Linked DNA regions of Triticum aestivum: region 1 is linked to region 2. The links are chromatin contacts, called in public Hi-C maps. All regions are on one chromosome and are shown on one strand. Each heading gives the region's core, a stretch centred on a gene start, on an enhancer-like site or on the middle of the called end of the contact. The rest is flanking DNA. Distances are from core to core; before and after follow the strand shown. Region 1 holds the start of LOC123104085 (probable E3 ubiquitin-protein ligase XERICO). Region 2 has its middle 56 kb from the start of LOC123104084.

Evidence for each region. Hi-C and Micro-C count contacts between places; a contact is called where the count stands out from the background.
Region 1: a Hi-C map of leaf shows a contact between it and region 2, with 3 times the contacts expected there. The contact joins the promoter of LOC123104085 here to the enhancer-like site in region 2. A contact is called at or near these places in 2 of 5 Hi-C or Micro-C datasets (both in leaf).

Annotation. Positions count from the first base shown.
Region 1 is chr5A:470,350,577-470,357,323 of IWGSC CS RefSeq v2.1, reverse strand. It overlaps LOC123104085 (probable E3 ubiquitin-protein ligase XERICO), which reads left to right and starts at 4,296. Exons shown (of 1, transcript XM_044525810.1): 1 at 4,296-5,227. The coding sequence starts at 4,426. The coding sequence ends at 4,920.
Region 2 is chr5A:470,124,364-470,131,170 of IWGSC CS RefSeq v2.1, reverse strand. No RefSeq gene overlaps it. Among protein-coding and RNA genes, the nearest start is that of LOC123104084, 56 kb to the right of the region's middle. Within about 2 kb of position 3,025, at least 1 of the 8 cell types and tissues checked has an H3K27ac peak or open chromatin away from gene starts, as enhancers often do. A contact at or near this core is called in leaf, where this site is marked.

The DNA.
Region 1 (6,747 bases), core at 3,047-5,546, 220 kb before region 2:
TCATAGATTGTACTAGCTAGAATTGTGTAACTAGTCCAGCCATCGTGTAAATTCGTACAATTGGAAGGTAGGATCATGATTCTAACCACCTTGGTGGCGTCGACCCAACTTGTTGGCACCACCTATTGATTGTTGTGCTCGTGGCTAACACCGTTGTTAAGCAACCAATCCATTGATTTCAAGGAGTTTTATTGGTTATCATCGTCGTCGCTAGTCATTTCTGTCCACTTTCTCTTATTCATCCTTAGTGTTTTTTTCTTCTATAATTACTAAATCCATTGAGCCCGATCGGACAAAGTGGGGATGTCGTGCCTTGTAAGACAAAATCCAGCATGTCCTCCATTAAATTGTATTCCCTCTGTTCCTAAATATAAGTCCTTTTAGAGATTTTAGTATATGTAGTCCTTAGGGAAATCTCTAAAAGGACTTATATTTAGAAACACATGGAGTATTAATTCTATCAAAAAACAAGAAAAAAAATCAAAAACATGCCCATATTACAAAAAGATCAAAGCAAAGACAACATGTGTATCATTTCTACACAGATCCTTAGTGTTTCTCTATTGTGTGAAGTAGTTGAATGGTTTTGGTAAGCTGGAGATTACACATCATGCTAGGGTGCAATTTTCAGTGGGAAGTCATGTGAACAAGGTGGTGATGCAAGCTTGTCATCTCCTTTTGAGAGGTTGTGCCAGTTTGATCACAATGCTACTCACCATGTGAGTTCTAACAAGTATTCTTTCATGCATCATGGAGTGAACCATGTCTTGAAGCCTATAATGGATAAAACAATCAAGGGCGAGCAATTCCTAGATATGAAGAAGCCAAAAAAGTTAAGATGGTCATGGCGTTGTAGGTGTTGTGTTGTGAGCATTAGTTCTTTGAGTGTTAACCCGTGTGTGGATTGAAGGGCTTGCCCTTAATCCATAAGGACCCTTGTGGTTTCGTCTTGTGATTCTATCTAGGTTCGCAAGTTCATGGTCTGGATTGCGTCCTTATGAATCAAGCTAGTTATCCGCTTCAATATATCCGAGTTTGTTTTCTAGTTGTTGTGCTTTATCATTTCCCTGATGGAGTTAGTTACTGCTGCCCTGTGAGTCATTTTGGTACCGTAAAAGCGGCGCGTCAATTTCAAATGCATCCAATGTGAGTGGGGTCTTATCAGAAAAACAAATACAGTAACCCTGTGGCGTACGTGCTTGCTTCTAGACGGTTCCAGGGGTCGCCGGACGAAGATCCTCGCCTGACATGACACCAAACACACGCACACACAGGACACAACGACGAGAGACATACCAGCAGCAGCAGCGTACAAAGATGCTTGGAATTCCAAGCAGCACACGCCGGCGATGGGGCGAACGAGAGAGAGAGAAATCCGATCACGCTTCTCGATCTCTCAGACACACGTACGGGTCTCACTCCCGACGGGACTAGTTGTCAACATGGTGGCAGACACTTGTCACCACGGTCCAACGCAGCACGTATGGGTGACAGGACAAGCGGTCAAGCCGCGCGCACGCGCGCACGCACGCACCACCCGGGCGCGCGATCGCGATCGCGGCGCGTGACGAGGGCGAGGGCGCCCCGTCGACGGCTCGGACGGGCGGGCGCACGGCCCCGCCACGCCTCCCTCCCCCTCGCCGGTTCGAGACACCGCCACGTTGCTTTCCGCGCGCCTCGCTGTCGCCCCGAGCGCGGGCCACGTGACCCGGGCGCGCGGGATGGGGACGCGCCCCCGCGTGCCGCGCTGGGCGCACCGCAGCGCTCGGACGGCGCCGGAAAGCAACGACGGACGTCAGCGGCGACCCCGGTGGTCTCGCCTCGTCGGTACTACCCAGCACCCCGCCCACGCGCTTTCCTCTGCTTCCTTCCTTCCTTCCTCGCTTGCTTCCTGTGGACGCACGCCCGCGCCTGCTCGCCGGCCGGCCCCGCGGTTAAGCCGCCACGCTGATCCACGCCATCGCGGGCTAAGCCTTAGCCTAAGCCTAAGCCTAAGCCACGCAAGTTATCTGAAGCGCACCGTCACCACGGAATTTACTTAAAAAATCCACCGTGGAATCTTTTACTCCTGGCCTGAATAGAGTAATCGACCGCACCGGCAGGTTGGCGGAAAGGGCGGAGCCGTCCACCGGATTCCAGATGTGGATCACCGGCGCCCACATCACCTCCTGAGGCCACGCGTGTCCGTCCGTCCGTCCATTGGTGGCCACTGCAGCTGCATGTGCCGGCGCAGTAGGGACGATGCCAGACCGGACGCTTAACGCAAGCATCCGCATTGTTTAGGCCGTGGATCGAGCCGTGCCGTGCGAGCGCGAGTGCGATGCTACGCGGCACGGCTCTCGCCGTAGGGGGCGCGCCCCGGCCACAGGAATCCTCCTGCCCTTCGCTGTCGCCGGTCGAGCGAAATGTTACTGTTACGAGGCATGATCATGCATTGTAGTCGTCAATTCGCTACGTAAACATGCACCCCACACGTTTTGGTTGTGCTTCCGTGCCGTGGTCTCTGGACGGTGCGCCTGTGAGCAGATTTTTTAAATTGTTTTCGGCAATAGAAAACCTCGCTAAGGATCCGAAAAATTCGATTTTCTCTGACATGCGTGCCTGTCGCTAATGGCTGTGCTTGGGTGTCGCCATCGGTGGAGTAGTAAATGAAGATATCGGTCGATCTCAGTTTGGGCGAGGACGGTGCGCGTGTGAACAGAATTCCCCATTAAACTTTCGGTGAAACCTTTGTATATGAACCGACAGAGCAACGCGCCATTTGAAAACTCCAACGGCTTAGCTAGTTAGCCGCGCAGGTCAACAGGCCGTTCGTGGTCAAGTTCAGACGCAACACAAATACTTGAGCTGCACGTACCCGTCAAAAAGAAAAAAAGAAAAAACTTGAGCTGCACGTACCCGTCAAAAAGAAAAAAAGAAAAAACTTGAGCTGCACGTACTACGTACTACTACTAGTAGCAGTCAAGCTAGCCCAACCGGACCGTCTTCAGTTTTTAATTTTGGCGAGAGAAACGCCGAGCTCCGTTGATTAGTCCGATGGATGGATTACTGTCGACGGGCACGTAACACAAACAAGTACTCCCAGTACAGTACTGTAGTCGGTAGCTTGCCAGGCAACTTTCATCGACGGACCGGCGGCACCCCAACGAAAAATGATTAGGTGCGTTCCACCGAGACTTTTCCCCATGGCAAGCAATTACGCAAAGCAGCCGCTGCCCACTGGTGTGCCTAGTGGTCAAGCCAAGAACCTCCGCGTCCATCGCGGCCGGCCGGCACCCACGGGCAGTACACGGGTCGCCGGAGGCACCCTGGAGGGCGGGGCACCGGACCTGGCGGCCGCGCGTCCGTCCGCCGAGCCTGAACGGCCGAGCCGCAGCGCCCGTGGCCGCGCCGGTCGCCGTCTCTCGCGTCCCTGTCTCGCGCGTCCAAGACTGGTCGCGCCCGTAACTGCGTCGACGGGGAGGGGACGTGGTGCTAGTGCAGTGGCGTACGTACCAGGAGATCGATTCCCGCTCGGTGCACGGGCTGACCGTGACCGGCCGGGCGTCGGGTCGGGGTCGGTTCGACCGGCCGGCCGCAGTCGTGCAGGCACGGCAACCCGATCGGCGAGCTGATCCGAACCATTCCTGCAGAATCGGAAGGAAATACTAGTACTGCTTCCAAAACAAAAGATTCGGGGAAAAAAATCCCGTGTCTTTTCAACTGAAATGAGGCTGCGATAATGTCTTCCGAGTCAAGCACGTCACGGTTCGGAGCGGATAAATGGCAGGAATCGTGCTGAGCCGCTTACGTTCGGTAGGCCGAATTGAATTCCCTTTCGCCCTCACCTTTCTGATATGGATCTGTCGGAGCCAATCGGCCTCGCCAATCGCGCCCGACGATTTTCTTCCGGGAGGGCGCACTGTCCCGTGACAGTGAGATCGGTCGCTCGACGTTGTACCGTCTCGTCGCCGGTGCGGTGCACTGCACGTGCTACTACAAATGGGTCCACCGGGTCTTGGATCGGCCGGCCCAAATAATTGGCCTCAGGAACCATGCACGCATTATTGGGCGCCACGAACCGAACCAGAGCGGGGAATTATTGGGCGCCCACGATCGAACCGCACCGCACCGCATGTGGGGTGTCCCCCCCTCCTCCCCCTCTGGGATGAGATCGGGCGTCCGTCGCGCGGATCCGACGGCGGCGGGCTGCCGAACACGGGTCGCGGTGCACCACCCGAACGAGATGGGATGGATAGGGAGGTGACACCAGCAGCCCCCGGGCCGGCTATAAATGCGCCCACCCCGACTCCCCCTCCCTCCCTCACTGTATCCATCCCACCACACCCACACCGCACCGCTCCCTCGCCCAGACCACCCCGAAAGAAGGCGCAAATTGCAGACGGGTCCCCGGATCGATCCCCATTCCTCCTCCAGGCCGCCGCGATGGGCATCTCCAGCATGCCGGCGCCCAAGGAGAGCCTCCTGATCTACCTGCTCTACCACGCCGTCGTCTCGATCGCCGCCCTGGCGGGCCTCCTCCGCGCCGCGCTCGTCTTCCTCGGCCTGCCCGCGCCGCCCTCGCTGCTGGCCGGGGAGGACGCCGACGGCGCCGACCAGCTCACGGCCGCCACCCCGGCGGGCCCCAGCCTGGCCGAGAGGTTCAGGAGCAGGTTCCGCCCCGCGCGGTTCGGCCGGAGGCGGGGCGCGGCGGCCTCGCCGACGCCCGACTGCCGCGTCTGCCTTGTTCGCTTCGAGGCGGACGCCGTGGTGAACCGCCTGCCCTGTGGCCACCTCTTCCACCGCGCCTGCCTCGAGACCTGGCTGGACTACGACCACGCCACCTGCCCGCTCTGCCGCTCCCGGCTCCTCCCGGCCGCCACCACCGCCGCCGACGAGTCGTGGTCGCCGCCGGCCCCCACCCTGACGGCCTGGATTTAGGGACGAGTGGAGGGAAGAGAAGAGAGAGATTCGCCCCGTCGCGTCGCCCCCGGCTATGTGCTAGCTCCGTGTGTGGCCTCTCCGTGTGCGCGTAGGAATTTAGATGGATCCTAGCAGAGGGCTCTTATGCCCCTCGCCTTTCGCATTTGCCTTTTGGTTTCGTTTTCTGTACGCCTCGTGCCATCGCTGTACCCTGTAAATATTTTTCAGCAGAGAGCGCTCCCACCGGGTGTAGCGCTTTGTGTGATGAGAAATCTGTGTACGGCTCTCGGCTTTTTTTACGAGAAACGGAAAATTGATGGAACAAGGATTGTGTGTCTTATGAACACCAGAGGGCCGGTGTTCTTGCTTGCCTCTTGGATGCCCCTAGCTTGTCTCTCCAGATATTTGTGGAGAAAGTTACTATTTTTTTCTTCTTATTTTACTCTTTCCATGTATGCCGTTGTACTAGCTAATCTCAACAAGTGTTTCTGAAATCGGAGCAAGAAACCACCAATTATTAAAACACGATAGTTATTAAACCTGATCAATGATCAATAAGACGGTGCTATTCGGGTACTTTCTGGTGGCGTTTATTAAATCAGATCAAGAAACAACTAGTACTACTACCAATTTTTACAAAGTGTTCATTAAACCAGATGAAGAAACCACTAAAAAGCAATCGCTACTGGTGTTTATTAATCCGGATCAAGAAACCACTACTATTCAATCGGGTAATTTCTAGAGTTAAATAAACCAGATGAAGAAACCAGCACTACAATTCGGGTAAATTCTCCGAGGCTCCAAACAAACGGCGAGGGAATCTGCACTAATCAGGAGTATAAAACCAGTAGGGTTGTTGGTTGAGTGATCGATTGTTTTTGGGGGGTGGCGTTGCGGGTATCCCCGGAGCAATTAGGCAGGGGAGACAAGGCGCTGAAAGGCACGGCAACGGCAGCGGATTGTTTATGCGGGCGGGGGCGGGTCACATGGATTACGGATACGTGCTTATCAACGTGGCCCCACTTGGCTGCGTCCGCATCGCCCATGGCACATGCCGCCAATTTTGGGCGTCCCTCCATCGGCTCCTTGTCGTCACGGCCAAGGTACCTTTTTGTTATGCTTTTTCGCCCCTTGCGCTGCAACCCCATCCATGTTTTTTCTTTATAAATGGAATGCATGTTTTTTTACTTGAGAGAAAAGCCATGTTTTTAGTCTATCCTCAAAAGTCATTTCTATGGTTAGATGGTTCGAGGGATTGTGGTATGCCCGACCCACCAGAGTTCAAGTACTCGCATTATTCCTGGATTTATTTCAGGATTTCTGAGGGCTCATGCAACCAGACTTTACATAAGTTCTATGAAACGCCTAGCTTAGCTAATGCATGCGCCACACCATTCGCCAAGCGTCGAAACCAGCTAATCCTTCATTGCAGGCGCGCCTCCAGAAGCATCTTAACCTCTTCAATCACAGGCCCCAACACTGTTAGATTTTTCTCCTTGCTCCGAATCTTACTCACCACTTCTTTGCAATCCATTTCAATGTGCAGATTATTTACATTCAGCTCGTCCGCAACCAGCACTGCCCTTCGACAGGATTGTAGCTCCATCGTTGCTGGATCAGTACAGTGAGGCATATATTGACAGGCACGAGCAAGAAACGCTCCTTCATGGTTCCTAAGGACAATGCCTCCTCGCCCTCTATCTCCCATCTTGGACGTTGCACCGTCAACATTCGCTTTCACCCAGTTCACTTCTGGTGTTTCCCACTTCTGCACAGGTGTAACATTCGCGGCCTTACTGACTCTCCCATTTACAGCCTGCGATACTTCCATGGCCCGAATGACTG
Region 2 (6,807 bases), core at 1,776-4,275:
AATGGAGAGAGAAGAGCGTGACGCATACGCAATGGAACTCAAAAAAAGGAGAGGATAAGAACAAATCAGCAGCTGAAATGTTTAGAAAAGGTTTGGCTTCAGTCTCTTTTAGGAGAACTCTATATGGAGACTCCTTGGAATTATGGAGTAATATTAGAGAGTCTTGTGAGGGGGTGGTGTTGAATTAAAATAGAGGCAGAATAAAATGGTCTTTAACAAATGGTATTTACAATGTTAAGTCCTATTATAGATACATGATAGAGAATGGGGTAAAATACCCACACAACTTCATGTGGAAAACAAAAAAGCTTCCAGAGTGAAAGTTTTTATGTGGCTGGTGTTGAGAAAGGGCATTTTGACCAAAGATAATTTGTTGAGGAGAGGGTGGAAAGGAGAAAAGAAATGCCCTTTCTGCTTGCATGATGAAAGCATTGATCACTTGTTTTTTGGATGTCATGTGGCTAATTTTTTATGGAATATTGTTAAGTATACTTTTGACTTACGAAATATTCCTGATAATATAAATGACTTGTTTAACAATTGGCTTAAGAAAAAATTTGAAGCGAAGGCAAAAGATTTGCCTCATCGATTAATTAAGAAGAAGAGAATTGCCCAGTTAATTAACGAAAAATCGGGCGAAAACCGATACATATAGACGACATGCGGACTAATCGCTAAGAAAGAAACTCCATGATGCCACGGTCAACCCAACAAACATACATAACATGCAACAACCACAAACCCTCGCAGAATGACGTCGAAACGAAACCCTCAACAAAACCACCGAACACCCACCAAATCCACGAGTCAATCGAAGATGGATGACGAAAAGACGGAGCATCCTCCATTAAGCAGCCGCGGACGCCTTCCTACTGACGTCACTCTTCTTGCCTATGTTCCTGATAACCTTCTTCACCTTCTTCATTTTGCCCGTAGAAACCTCCTCCGCTAGGAGGCAAGCAATCGTCTTGGCAGACCTAGGACAAGCTGCATCCAAGCCGGTGAGCAAGCGGCCAAGCCTTTTCATGAAGACCACCTCGTCAATGCATGCCAACATAGCATCACGGTCAAAGATGGGAGACCGGACGGGCTTCGGCGCCTCAGCAACAGGTGCAAAACCACCTACCTCATCAACCTCAGCACCAACAAATGCCACCGGGCCAACAACCTCAGGTGAGAGAGCAGCAACAGCAACCGCCAAACCTCCAAGGTCCACAAAGGTGAGCACCTGACTCGGCTCCAATGAAGACAATGAGGTCGCAGTCGGCATCGCCAAGTCCCCTCTAAGAGACCCCATCTCCTTAGGAAGCACCATCGAAATAGGCGAAGTGGGCTTCCCACAGAGCTTCTAAAGCTCAGGCATAATCTGCAGCATCGGAGCCACGACCTCAACAATGACTTCACTTCTGGAAGCAATCGGCACGACAGGCAGCGGCAACTGACATGTTGTAACACGAGGGGAGAGATCTCCATACATGCTAGCTTCCCCATCGGCAGAGCCAACCTGGATCTCGGGCAGCAAGGACACATCATGTACAACCCCAATCTGAAGCTCATGTAGCGAAGACACATCCGGCACCGCCTCTAGTTTGGAAAGAGTGGCCTCCGCCCTCCCCAAAACACTGTCGGCACACGCAAGGCAGTCGCGAAGCTCAGTGCGAAGCATCTCGGTCTCCTCCACCAACCCGACTTAATCAGCCGAAACAGACCGGAACTGCACATCTATCATGGAGACATCACCGGTGGATGCAGGCGATGGAGCATGACATTGGAGCAGCGAAGCTTGATGGACAGGCTTCTTAGCACGACAGAAGCGAGCGATAGGTCCAAATCGAAGGCAGACAGTGCATCGGATTGGATCCCTGCAGGAGTGTGCGTGATGACCTCGACAGAGACACCAGAAACACCTGTCTCACAGCCACGCTGGAGGGGAATGCCGCACATTGATGGAAGGGCGACGAAAAGTTGTAGGGGGCGGCGAACGGCGTCCCTTGGAGACAGTCTGCTATCCCCAAGCTCACACTCGAGAACATCAGATGCCTCATAATAAAGAAAAAGATCTGATAACAGTTGGCATCTCTGCCATATTTTGGACAATTTGGAAATTGAGGAATAGTTTTGTGTTTGATAACAACGGGATCTCTGATCCTTGTGTTCCTATAAATCTTATTATCAAAAGGCTTTATGAATGATTTGTGTTGTAGATAAACCCCGAAAACAGAAGGGTAGTGGATGAGGGCGCAAGAAGAATTGAAGCATTGGCTAGAGAGGTTTTCAAGGCGACTCTGGGATGGAGGGCGAAGCGTAGGATTGCGGCCTGCTGACAGCCATACTCCCCCGGGCTTACCTATCCTTCTCGTCGTTACTTCTTCTCGTCAGGAACTGCATCGTTCTCAAGGAATTTGTTTGCTTTTGCTGGTGCAGGAGACCCCGGTTTGTGGGAGTACCAGAATGGATTTGCCTCTATTTTGCGGGCTTTTTATTTCTAGTACTCCCTCTGTTGTATAATATAAGACGGTTTTCAGCACTACATTGTTGTAAAAAAAACGTCTTACAATATGAGACGGGGAGTAGTTTGTATCGAACATTATGGTTCCTGATAATGAAAATCGGAGAGAGCGCTCTCTTTTTGAAAAGAAAAAAAAGCGCCGCTACCGCACAAGGTTTTGCATGCGTCTGGTGCTTGGACGCCAGGGACAGAAACAGTAGCAGAGAAAAGGTGTTTTTTGCACTGGTGAGGTGGGGTGGCGTCCCGTTTTGTGGGTGGAGATTATGCAGGTCGATCGTAGCTCGGTTGCATGCAGCGGCAGCACGAGCAGCACCGCTTTGGCCCCGATTGTGTGGACGGCCTGGCTGCCCGCCTGAGCCGCCCATTCTTGTGGCTCTTGGTAGCTAGCCAGCTAGCAGGAGTAGCAGCGATCGTCGTTGTCGAGCCAAGTTTGCCGTGACGTCGGGTTCATCCGCGACTTCTCCGGCAGTAGCCTGACCGCCCGTGTGTGTGCGCGCGTGTGCTGCATGCCGCGGCGCGGCGTGATGATAAACATGCCAAATACCAGTAGTATACAGTGTGGTATGGCCGTCGATCTCATCTGCATATCTGATCCGGAGCAAGCCAAAACGCCTTTTGGGGCCTCGTTCCTTCACCCGTTCTCCATGTGTGAAATTGAACGTACGGCCAAGAATCGATCGAGGGAGTGTCTAGTCTAGCCCCCCCCCCCCCCCCCCCCCCCCCCCCAAACTGAAACTAATTTCATTAACTCTGGAAATATATATGAATTGTGGAGGTGTTCGTTTCAAAAAAAAAATGATGGAGGTGCCGACGTGCTGTCTACTGTCTCGGGTCGACGCAACGCCTGGATCCATCTGTGCAAGCCTCGCGTCTGTCCGCGCGTGGTTAGAATGCGGCACACAGGATATACATACATTCGTCAGATTCAGATATGCGTGCCGGGTTCAGCCGGAGGAGGAACTCCCCATGCTGGCGTTAGCTGTTAAGTTTCTGGACTTGCTCGTCAGCTGCTCCGGACTCCTCCACACACAGGCAGCAACCAGCTGTATCATCAGGTGACCTATCTACTACCACACATCATGCAAGCTACAGTCGGTCAGTCAATTAGACAGTCAGAAATGTTCGGCGACTTGAGAGATAAAGATGCACATGCCGGACATGCAGCTACGACTACGAGAACGGCCACGCAGCAGAGCAACTAGGCAGGCGCCTTGGCTGCACACAGCCAGGGAGGAAATCAAATCATGGCGATGGCGCTCCACTCCGCCAGCGCCAACCTCGATCGCGGAGAGAGCATGGCACGCATAATTGCATTGCTCATGCGTTAGAATTCGGCAGATGCCCGAGAGTTTTCGAAAAATATCTACAGGTTGGCGAAAAGAAGGGTCAGGAAGCTAGCAGATACACAGTCCGATGCAATGGGAATGAAAGAAAATGTGAAGGTCGTGCGGTGCCTCACTGTAGGTCGTCGGTCGCCCCCGGCGCGAGTGCTCCCCCGATCGGTGCTCGTCCTCTCATGATGCCCCTTCTACGGTCTCGGTGATAGCCAGTGTTGGAAATATGAGCAAATTACTATAAGATTTAATCCGAATAAACAAAAGATAAATCATGATTACAGTAACAGAGATTAAACTAATCGTGTGAACTAGTATAGCAGATGAATAGATCACAGTTTGATTATCACAGTTCATCAGGATAGGGATATTGGTTTTTCAACCATAGGTAAGTCCATCAAGAGTTCACGAAGCCACTCTACTTCAACAGTGGCAATGTCCAATGCTATGAGTTCTGCTTCCATAGTTAACCTCGTTAAGATGGTCTGCTTGCAAGACTTTCAGGAAACAGCGCCACCACCAAGTGTAAAAACATAACCACTTGTGGCCTTTATCTCATCAGCATCAGAAATCCAGTTTGAGTCACTATAACCCTCCAGTACCCTTGGATACCCGGTGTAGTGAATCCCATAGCTCGCGGTGCCTTTCAAATAGCGCATAACTCTCTCAAACGCATGCCAATGATCATCTTCCGGTTTTGACACAAACCGACTCAGCTTGCTCACAGCAAAAGAGATGTCAGGCCTCATGGCACTCGCCAAATACATAAGCGAACCAATAATCTGAGAATACCTCAGTTGATCTCTAGCAATCTTTCGATTCTTTCGAAGCAACACACTAGCATCATATGGAGTTGAAGAAGGTGTGCAGTCGCTATACCCAAAATGACTCAAGACCTTTTCCACATAGTGAGACTGAAGCAGTGTGATCCCACCATTCTCATCTCTCAACAGCTTGATGTTTAAGATAACACCAGCTACTCCTAGATCCTTCATCTCAAAATAGCGAGATAAAAAATTCTTAACCTCCTTGATTAAATCAAGTTTGGTTCCAAATATCAATATGTCGTCGACATACAGACAAAGAATAACTCCTTCGCCCCCACCATAGCGATAGTACACGCACTTGTCACCATCGTTTACTACAAAGCCGGCAGCAGTTAATGTTCTTTCGAACTTCTCATGCCACTCCTTAGGAGCTTGTTTAAGGCCATATAAAGACTTTAATAACTTGCACACCTTCCTTCCTGACCAGGTACTACAAAACCATCTGGCTGATCCATGTAAATTTCCTCCTTCAACTCTTCATTGAGGAAAGTTGTCTTAACGTTCATGTGATGAACGAGAAGACCATGTGAGGCAGCCAGTGATAGTAGCACCCGAATTGTGGTCAGTATAGCCACGGGTGAGTAAGTATCAAAGAAGTCTTCACCTTCTTTCTGGGTATAACCCTTGGCCACAAGCCGTGCCTTGTACTTTTCAATCGTACCATCAGGTCTAAGCTTCTTCTTGAACACCCACTTACATCCTACAGGTTTGCACCCATAAGAACGGTCAGTGATCTCCCAGGTACCGTTAGCTAAGATGGAATCCATCTCGCTACGTACAACTTCCTTCCAGTAGTCAGCATCAGGAGATGCATAGGCTTCTGAAATAGTCCTGGGTGTGTCATCCACGAGGTACACAATGGAATCATCACCAAAGGACTTTGCAGTCCTCTGTCTTTTACTCCTCACAGGAGTTCCATTGTCACCCTCAACAGGATTCTCAACGTGTTCCATCGCAATGGTGGGTTCAGGAATTACAGTGAATTCCTCACTAGATGGAGTAGGTATCTCCTGATTTGATGAACTCGACATATCCTTCATAGGAAATATGTCCTCAAAGAAAGTTGCATCATTTGACTCCGTAATCGTACCAACACGCATGTCAGACACCTCAGATTTTATTATCAAAAATCTATAGCCGATGCTATGAAAAGCATTGCCCAGAAGAACACAATCCATGGTTTTTGGTCCAAGCTTGCGCTTCTTGGGAATTGGTATATTGACTTTCGCCAAACAACCCCAAGTACGTAGGTAAGAGAGTTTTAATCTTTTCTTTTCCCATTTCTCAAATGGAGTCATGGTCTTATGCTTTGTGGGAACCCGGTTTAGGGCATGACACGCAGTCATTAGCGCCTCCCCCCACCATTCCTTGGATAGACCCGAAGTGTCTAACATGGTGTTAACCATATCAGTTAGAGTTCAGTTCTTTCTTTCGGCTACCCCATTTGACTGGGGTGAGTAGGGAGGCGTCCTCTCATGGATTATACCATGTTCCGCACAAAACAGATCAAATTCATTGAAAAATACTCTCCACCACGATCGGACCTAAGCCGTTTAATTTTTCGATCAAGTTGGTTCTCTGCCTCAGCTTTATAGTTTTTGAAAAAGTCAAAGCCTCATATTTTGATTTCAGAAGATACACATAACAATATATAGTGGAGTCATCAATCAACGTCATGAAGTATCTCTTTCCACCTTTTGTCAACACGCCATTCATCTCACAAAGATCAGAATGTATAAGCTCTAGTGGCGCCAAGTCTTTTGCCTCTGCAGTCTTATGGGACTTGCGAGGTTGCTTAGCTTGCACACATACTTGGCACTTAGAGCCCTTGACAGGAGAGATTTTCGGAATTAAATTCATATTGGCTAGCCGTGTCATGCATCCAAAGTTAATATGACAAAGTCGTGAATGCCAAATATCAGACTCATTATTGTAGCAAACATTATTAATAACTTTAGTGCAGATATCTGACAAAGATAGGCGGAACAAGCCTCCGCACTCATAGCCTTTTCCAACAAATTGTCCACACTTAGAAATTACAACTTTATTGGATTCGAAAACCAACTTAAAACCATCTCAACATAAACGGAAACCGCTAACGAGATTTTTATTGATGGACGGCACATGATGAACGTTC